2 separate regions of the Zea mays genome follow, and region 2 is linked to region 1. The links are chromatin contacts, called in public Hi-C maps. All regions are on one chromosome and are shown on one strand. The core of a region is the stretch at or near the end of the contact, and the rest is flanking DNA. Distances in the headings are between cores, read along the strand shown.

Evidence for each region. A called contact is a pair of places that touch in the nucleus more often than the background predicts.
Region 2: a contact with region 1 is called in a Hi-C map of ear, with 2.5 times the contacts expected there. The contact joins the promoter of LOC100280230 here to the promoter of LOC100273774 in region 1. A contact is called at or near these places in 2 of 25 Hi-C or Micro-C datasets (ear and tassel).

Annotation. Positions count from the first base shown.
Region 1 is chr9:98,800,644-98,805,312 of Zm-B73-REFERENCE-NAM-5.0, reverse strand. It overlaps LOC100273774 (Isoleucine--tRNA ligase cytoplasmic), which reads left to right and starts at 2,712. Exons shown (of 27, transcript XM_008661558.4): 1 at 2,712-3,478; 2 at 4,238-4,303; 3 at 4,384-4,527. The coding sequence starts at 2,945.
Region 2 is chr9:99,341,514-99,346,182 of Zm-B73-REFERENCE-NAM-5.0, reverse strand. LOC100280230 (transducin family protein / WD-40 repeat family protein) reads left to right here and starts at 2,099. Exons shown (of 19, transcript NM_001352155.1): 1 at 2,099-2,358; 2 at 2,701-2,728; 3 at 2,812-2,912; 4 at 3,439-3,642; 5 at 3,744-3,987. The coding sequence starts at 2,230.

The DNA.
Region 1 (4,669 bases), core at 1,463-3,962:
CGCAGCTGGTCTGGACTGCGGGTTTATTCTAAAAACCAGAGGGGCTCTTTTGAAAGACGCGCTGACCGAAGGGGTATGGGTGCTTTCTGGCCGTCTGATCTGATTCCAGCGCGTAGGATTAAATCTTGCCGACTGCGAGGCGGTACGCAACATCGACCACCGGATCTATATCCTACGACCACGATTTAATGAAGCCTAGAACGAGTAACCACCATCCGATCCCAATCGAACGGTCAGGACACGCCAGATCGTAACGGTATGCCCGATTAAATCAAGACCGTCCACCCAAGATCCCACGGTTCTCACTACCTCAACCCTGCATCTAATCATGACCGCTAAGCATGAAATCAACGGCTCCAGGTTCATCTCCTAACCAGCGGACACAACCCGGCGGCGCAGACCGACCGCGGCGGCGCCATCACCGGACCCCGCGCAATTCCGCCACTGCAGTGCCCTAATTCTAGTTCTGACACCCGCAAAATGGGATTGGCACGACGGCGAACACGAAGGGGGTGAATATTACCTGAAATCGGGCGCGCAGACAGGTTGCTCACGTGTTGGGGCGGCTCGGCGGTGCTCTCACTACTCCGGCGAGGGATTCAGTCGACGACCAAGGCTTTCTCGGCCCCAATCCGCCACAGACACGATCCACGAGCCCAAGCGAATCACCCCGACCTCCTGCCAGCACCGGAACACCGGCGAAGGGACGAGTCGGCGGCGGCGGATTCACTCCTCTGTGCACACTCTCGCTCACGGCGCTAGTGGTCGATGGCTATCACGGAGGTGGAAGAGGAGTCGTCTAGGGTTTGCGGCGCATCTTATAGAGGCGAGGTGGAGAAGGATTTGACCCCGAGTCCGTTCCCAGCTTCCACGGCGAACCCGCCATACGCGTAACGGAGCTTGCCCGAGTCAAGCGGCGAAAGAGGGGGAAGACCCCGACAGCGTGGGCCCCGCGTGGGAGTGGAAGGTGGAGTAAGCTGAGCAGCGGGCCCGCGATGTCAGCGATCGAGCACCAGGCGAGCGCGCGGTTAGAGAGGCTGCAAGTGGGACCCGCAAGTCAGCGTGCGCGCGAGCGTGGGGAAAGACACGGCATGGTCCGCGCGGGTGAAAAAGCGTATTGGGCCGAATACGAGTTCAGGGCCCAGTTAGGCTAGGTTTTCTTTATTCTTTTCTTTTCCATTTCTTTTTTTTTCTCCATTTTCAAATCCAATTTGAATTCAAGTTTAAATTCAAATATTGTGAATAACTTGTCCTCAGTTTGAATTGTATAGTTTAATAATATAAGTGTGAAGGGTATTTATTCTGATTTTTATTTTATTTTATGTAGTATTTTTCTCAGTTCTTCCCTTCTCTTAATTCAAACCCTAATTCTCAATTTAGGATTCAAGCTTTCTAGTAATTATTATCTTATTATCATTAACATTATTATTTCATTTAATGCACAAACATATAACTCCAGCATGATGCAATTTTTCTTTTATTTTGGTATTATTGGTTTTAATTAATCACTCTCAATTATATGTGTGCTCTTTTTATGATGCAAATATGGAACATAAAATGAGGAAATCCTCTATGTATTTCTTGTACACAATTTTGAGTATTACAGCACTATAGATGACACTGCTTACAGAATATATTTTGAAATAGGAGATACAATAGAAAATGAGATAGGAGAGATGCTGGAGATAGCCCAATGGTTCTTAGAGATGGCAACGTGTACATACCCGCTAGGTACTGCTTACCCATACCGATATCCGCGAGGTAAAAATATACCCGTTAAAAACCCATACCCGTACCCGCATGAGTAAAAAATCCATCGCGTAACCCCCATCTGATTAGATACCCGCTAAACACATATTAAATAGCATAAATCTAATAAATACATCACATACTTAAAATCATAAAACATTAAATGTGAGTAAATAAAAAAATAAAAAATGAATAATGTAGAAACATGTAAGTTGATCTTATTTTAGCTAATATATATTTATATGTGCTTATTTAAATAGAGTATGTGTACGACAGATGCGAGTATAAATTACCCATGAGTAGGCGGGTATGGGTAGTACGTACCATACCCATATCCGTCTACTCGATGGGTATAGAATTGTGTCCATTAACATACCCACAGGTAAAGAAATCGTCCCAAATCTACCATTATATTGAGTAAAACCCGTGGGGTATACGAGTTTCGGGTACCATAGCCATCATTAATGGTTCTTTGGGTGCTACTACAATACTATGACCCCTTTTGCTAGGGTTCCGATTACTATGAAAACAACTCGGGCTTTGTCTCCTTGGCTTTTTTAAGATGTCACAACCATTTTGTAATTCGTTTAGCAAAATAATTTCTAATGTGTTTCTCTCAAATAGTGTATGAGAAAAATATAGAATGAGCTGATATAAGCTAGGTTTTTAATGACCTGACTTCCAATAAAAAACGACTTCAGTTCTTGAAAGGCTCTCAAGAAAAACCTTTTTTTTACCGTTTGATAGTGTTCATGCTGGAGGTGGAGCTGCCTAAAAAACCATGTCAAAGTAGCTCAACATGCGGGGGAAGGGAACGACGACCGCATAAGGGCTTGTTCGGTTAGCTCTCAATCCATGTGGATTGAGTAGGATTGGATGGGTTTGAATCCCAAACAAGTCAAATCTCTTCTCAATTTTTTCCAATCCCATCCAATCCATGTGTATTGGGAATAACCGAACAAGCCCTAAAAAAAAAGATGAAGATGAAAAAACCGCGTTCGGATTCGGACCCTCCGTAGCACGTGAGCATAGCTTCAGCTGGCCACTAAACCCTCGTCTTCCCCTTCCAAGCGAATCCCATTCCCTACCTTTCGCCGCCGCCTACGCACCATCGCTCGAAACCCTAGCCCCATTCCCCGTCTCGCTCGGAATCCCAGCTACCTCCAGCGCCGCCGCGACTGCAGGATAGGAGGCCATGGACGACGTGTGCGAGGGGAAGGACTTCTCCTTCCCGGAGCAGGAGGAGGGGGTGATCGAGCTGTGGGCGAAGCTCGACGCCTTCCACGAGCAGCTCCGGCGCACGGAGGGCGGCGAGGAGTTCGTATTCTACGACGGTCCCCCCTTCGCCACGGGCCTGCCCCATTACGGCCACATACTCGCCGGTACCATCAAGGACGTGGTCACCCGGCACCAGTCGATGCGAGGCCGCCACGTCTCGCGACGGTTCGGATGGGACTGTCACGGACTCCCCGTCGAGTTCGAGATCGATAAGGCGCTCGGCATCACCAACCGGCAGCAGGTGTTCGACCTCGGCATCGGCAAGTACAACGAGACGTGCCGCAGCATCGTCACCAAGTACGTCTCCGAGTGGGAGGCCATGGTTACACGCACGGGGAGGTGGATTGACTTCAAGAACGACTACAAAACCATGGACCTCAACTTCATGGAGAGCGTCTGGTGGGTGTTTGCCCAGCTATGGGAGAAGGACCTCGTCTATAGGGGTTTCAAGGTCGCATTTCTAACCTCCCTCATAGCTAATTTTTGAGTATGTTGGTTCTCAAAATTCTGAGTTATACAAAGTTTAACAAACGTAGGATTCGATGGATTTAGTTGGACAAGCTTAGCGTTCAGTGAATTGGGAACTTAACAGTGTCTTTGACTGCATAGCGACTGCATTGCAAATTCTGCTGCCTCTCAATGCGAGAAGTACATCTCCTTACACATTTTACTGTTATTATGCTTATATGCTGCTTTATGATTAGATCTATAATTTTGCATATGAGCTTTTAGCTTGCTTTAAATATTGCTTCTGTAAGGTAAGAGAATGCCATTTTTATTTTGTTGATCTCGGCTTTGTGACAGCACACATGTTTCTTTAGGCGTGTGGTGTGGTTGTAATCTTGGGAGTTATGTGTGGCTTGTAGGATAATCTGTGCACTGTAATTGCTGCTAATGTACAGCAAGTACTATTTTTGTACAAATTGTTTTGAACCCTTCTCGACTGAAGAGAAAAACAAGAAACAAATAGAGTATCTGAGGCCATCTCCAGCAGACCGTGTAAACGGCCGTACAAAGTACTGTTTTACATTGTAGATTATACTGTTTGTAGAGTGGAGTTTAAAATAGGGAGTAATATAGGAAGTGGGATAGGGAGTCTGCTGGAGATAGTCTGACAATAGAAATGAGGAAATGGATCTAAGTTATATTTTTGTTCATTGTATTGCAGGGAATTTCTTAAAACCTCATGAACTCTTTGTTCTTGGTATAGGTCATGCCTTACAGCACAGGATGCAAAACTGCACTGTCAAACTTTGAGGCAGCACTGGACTATAGGGTTGGTTATTGGCTTCCTAGCTGACCTAGCTAATTTTATTGTTGCTGTTTATAGTAACTGACTTTTAAGTTGTATCCTAGACTGTTCCTGACCCAGCGGTGATGGTATCCTTCCCTATTGTTGGCGATGCGGACAATGCAGCTCTTGTTGCATGGACTACAACACCCTGGACACTTCCAAGTAACCTAGCGCTGTGTGTCAATGCCAATCTTACATATGCAAAGGTTGGTACTTTGCTGTTTTGAACCCTATTTTTCTTTTCTTTTTGTAATTTTGGTACACTGTCTTCCTATTCCGCTGCATGTCTACAAGCCACCCCAGTTTATTGGATATTTGCCATTCACACACTTCTCAACTTGTAAACTG
Region 2 (4,669 bases), core at 850-3,349, 540 kb before region 1:
CTGGAGGTCCATGCTATTTCCTGATGAAATGATCAAATATCGCGCACATAAACCCTACTAAATTTCTTTTATGTTATGTTTGTTTTTACATATGATTTTTTCGCTCCTTTTCTTTATTGTGCAGGTTGGAGGTCGAGGCCACTTATTGATGAAATGATTAGCTATTGCACATATAAACCCTAATTTTGAAAAAAAAAATCTCGTTGTGTTTTGTATTTGATAATTTTTATTTTTTGTTTGACCCTTTTATTTATTGCTTACTTGCCATCATGTATGCTATACATGATGTACACTGTCAGTTGTACATATATGACTTAATGAGACAGAGACTACGGAGGGAGTCATCATTTGAAAATGATTTTATAGAGGTACAAAAAAATATTTTTTGTTCTAATTACATCTTATGTAATAGGTGATAAGAGAATATGTCCCAAGTATACGTGGTGATATTCTTGCCAGGAGAGACCAGGAGCATCATCTGAAGGCACTAAAAGATCATGGAATTGGTGAAATTTATTAATCCACCATTTAACATTGCTTATGAATTTTAATTGTCACACAACAAGGTTCAATCTTTCGCTAACTTTGTAGGTCAACAAACTGTATATGAACTAAAAACTCTTTTCTTGGGGCACAAGGACATTTGATGTGGTTGTGGTGAATTTGTATCCCTTTTATGACAAAGTCACCTCTGGTAACATGTCTTTTGAGGATGGCATTGAAAATATTGATATTGGTGGGCCCACGATGATCAGAGCTGCAGCCAAGGTAACTAAGTATTTCTGCTCTTGGCACCATTTACCATGCAATTCTCACTATGTTTATTTTTTTGCATCTGGGACATATACTGCAATGGTAATAGTGATATACATGGTTGGTGTACTTTAACTCTGGATGATTCCGTTAAACTTATTGCTCTGTGTTCTGACATAACCATAAGGATGTTCTTATTGTGGTGGATCATAATGATTATCCTGCTTTACTGGAGTACCTTAAAGAATGAAATCCTAAATCTAGGACCACATTTTTAATTTGTTTCCTAGACATTGAGTTTTCGAGTGCATGACAGTGTAAATGCTAGTCTCATGTTAACCCACTAAAGAAGTGTGTTATTTCTTTGTTGCTTGTGGTTCTTGAATTGTATCAATCGTTATTTGGACAATCATATGTATCAAAATGCATGTCCTGATGTATGTGGAGTTTTGGTTGTTGCAGTTCCATATGCGTTGTAATGAAATTTGTCTACAATTCTACGAGAATGAGCTTCTAACAGATATATTCTATCTCCATGTACATGGATTTGTATGATGCTACCATTGGTCCCTTCACTAGGTTCTATAGTAAAAATTGAAAAATCAAAATATCCTAAACCCAAAAAAGTTACCTACAGATGTTGGGCATTTGAAAATAATTGAGAAATCAAAATATCCATATGTTGAGAGCAAATCTTGATGTAATCACTACTGATCAAAGTGCACCTGAGTATTTTATGCCTTTAAAGGAGTAGTTGAGGAACTAAAGAAGGAACGATTAGGACATGTTTGTTAGGATGAACTGAAGTTAAGTTCATTCCACTCTGAAATCTTAATAAATGTGCTAAGTCTAGCACCAGTGCTTAAGCTCTTGGTGCACTCTACTTTAATGCTACTTAATATGTATTGTAATCTCAGTTCAGTCTCTAGTTGATATAAATGCTACAATTCCATTGGTAACCACTGCTAAGAAAACATAGTTTGCTAAATTTGATATGATACTGATGTTCTCATGTCCTCAATAACGAGTACTCTATATATACATGTTCATCACACAACATCAAATTATACATGTTTATAATAAGAGTTTACACCACGGATTGGCACGCGAGCAAGGGCGCGCGCCATAAACTAGTAGATGTAGATGTAACTAGATAAAAAGTGTCTAGGAAAAAAAACACCGAAAAGTGGAAGTAAAAACATGTTTGGGCTCGGCCCGACCCGGTTCGACAGCTGCCTCCCGAAACCAGCCCACCTCACCACACGTCCACACGCCCAACCCCAACCAAACTGACCTACCCGGAAAACGAGCCCCCCGACTCCCGCCTGCCGCCGCCGCTCTGCCAGCCAAACCCAAACTAAAACCCTCGCCGACGGCGCGCCTGTTGTTAAACCCTAGAAAAACCAGCGGCGACAGGAGTGGCCGCAACCCCGCCGCCGGAGGGGGCTCCACGACCAGATAGAAGAGGGAGAGAGGATGGGGATCTTCGAGCCGTTCCGTGCGATCGGCTACATCACGGCGAGCGGCGTGCCCTTCTCCGTGCAGCGCCTCAGCACCGAGACCTTCGTCACCGTCAGCGTCGGCAAGGCTTTCCAAGTCTATAACGTAAGTCGCCATCCTACAGTACGCCCCCGTCTGTTCCGCCGTTTGAAAAAAAAATCGACAAGGATTCGTGCGTCGAGGTGGCGCGGTCTGCTCTGGAGGAATTCAGTATCGTGAATAGCGTGAGCAAGTGAATATATAAAATCACTAGAATCTGTTTGGGGCTAGTCTGGAGTTCATTGTTTATTTACTGGTTGGTCCTAGTAGGGGGTAAATGTAGTCAATCGAGCTCGTGATTGTCATCGAGCCTTACTCTCCTCTGTTCCTGTTACATTCCTCCTCTGCAACCGAATTTTATTCTAGAAGCTTGCAATACTCATCTTGCTATGCCCGTTTGTTCTGCAGTGTGCTAAGCTGAATTTGGTTCTTGCTGGTAAGCCTGTTATTTCAGTTCATGTGTACTTTTTAATGTTCCTGTTTTTTTTTGTCGTTTATGAGTTTCTTATGTTATCAAAGGACCCCAATTGCCCAAGAAGATCCGTGCTATTGCATCCTACAAGGATTATACATTTGCTGCTTATGGAAGTGATATTGCAGTTTTCAAAAGGACTGACCAGGTACGGAAATTGCTGTGCTTCCATTACCTAAACTTTTGCTATCTGTCCACATAAGTTATACTGCTCCCTTGGCTGTCCAAACTCGTTCTTCTTTACTAGAAGGCTAGAAGCCTTGTTCTTTTTTTAATGATTATAAAGTAGTTAAGATGTGCTATTATTATGTGAAATTAGAACTTTGGCAATTGGGACAATGCTGGTCATCTATGAGCTTACAAATGGTACCTCACCATAAATGCTCATCAACTGCTACGTGGACAAACCTTAAGGGGGTGTTTGGTTTAAGGAATCACTACATCCAAATTGAGGTGGTGCATCATGAGTTCATTCCTCAAATTTGGTGGGATGACCCCATTCCTCATATATTAGTACTAACTAACTAACTATGAGGAATGAGATGGTGATGGATCAACTCATTCCATTCCACAAACCAAACAAAAATAGTGAGGAGTGAGAAGATGATGGACTAGCTCATTCCTCAAACCAAACACCCTATAAATTCATGCCTCCCACATTCTCTTTCAATCAGGTGGCTACTTGGAGTAGACATGAAGAAAAGGTCAACATGCTATACCTATTTGGAGAATATGTTCTAAGCGCAGATGCTAAAGGTAATGTATTCATGTGGGCCTTCAGAGGAGCAGAACCAAACACTGAACCAGTTGGAAGCATATCATTGGGAGACAAGTTCACCCCAACATGTATCATGCATCCTGATACTTATCTGAATAAGGTGCTTGAAGCTGTCTGAAGTTTTGCTTTGGAAATAGTATTCGTTTCGAACCTTGTCTGCATTATGTTTCTTTTCTTTTAACAAATCTGTTTCTGTATCAGGTAATTGTTGGTAGCGAAGAAGGCTCCTTGCAGCTGTGGAATATCAGCACAAAAAAGAAACTGTATGATTTCAATGGTTGGAACTCACCTGTTCGGTGTTGTGTCTCTTCTCCTGCCCTGGATGTAGTTGCTGTCGGATGTTCTGATGGGTCAGTTCATGTTCATAATGTAAGATATGATGAAGAATTGATGTCTTTCAACCACCAGATTCGTGGTGCTGTGACTGCACTGTCATTTCGAACAGGTGATGCAATAGTATATTGTAAAATGAAAAAGAAACTTTAGATAATGGAATTTTATTAGTGTTTAGTCAACTATATTGTTACAAGAGCAACAGAAATCCTTATTTTCGTTGTAACATCCTTGTCTCAAGCCCTAAACTAGTTCCTTATCAAAATTTTAGTTGGTGAGGTACCACCCAGTTTGTACCTGATATCCAACTTAGCCAGTGTACCTACCAATTCCCTCCATTCCAAACTATGCCAGTTTTGACTTTTCTAGTTACATATTTCTTGCTATGCACACTCCTAGATTATTATGTCAGATACATGGTAAAAGCAAGAAGGGCGGGCCTGGTGCAGCGGTAGAGCCTACCGTCTGTAACCGGAAGGTCCCGGGTTCGAGCCCCAGCCTCTGCATATTATGCGGGTAAGACTTGGCGCTGAAAGATACCCTTCCCCAGACCCCGCACAGTGCGGGAAGCCTACGGCACTGGGTACGCCCTTTTTTTTTATACATGGTAAAAGCAATGTACCTAGAGAAGCCAAAACTACTTATAATTTGAACGGAGGGAATATCATTTGACTATTTTGTTGTTTGACTGTTTGGAGCTTGAACAAGATTTGAAAGATAAAAAGTTGTGTTGAAGAGTCCTCCCTAGTTTGAATCAACTTTTGCTGCTTTATTGGCACAAAATTATAAAACTA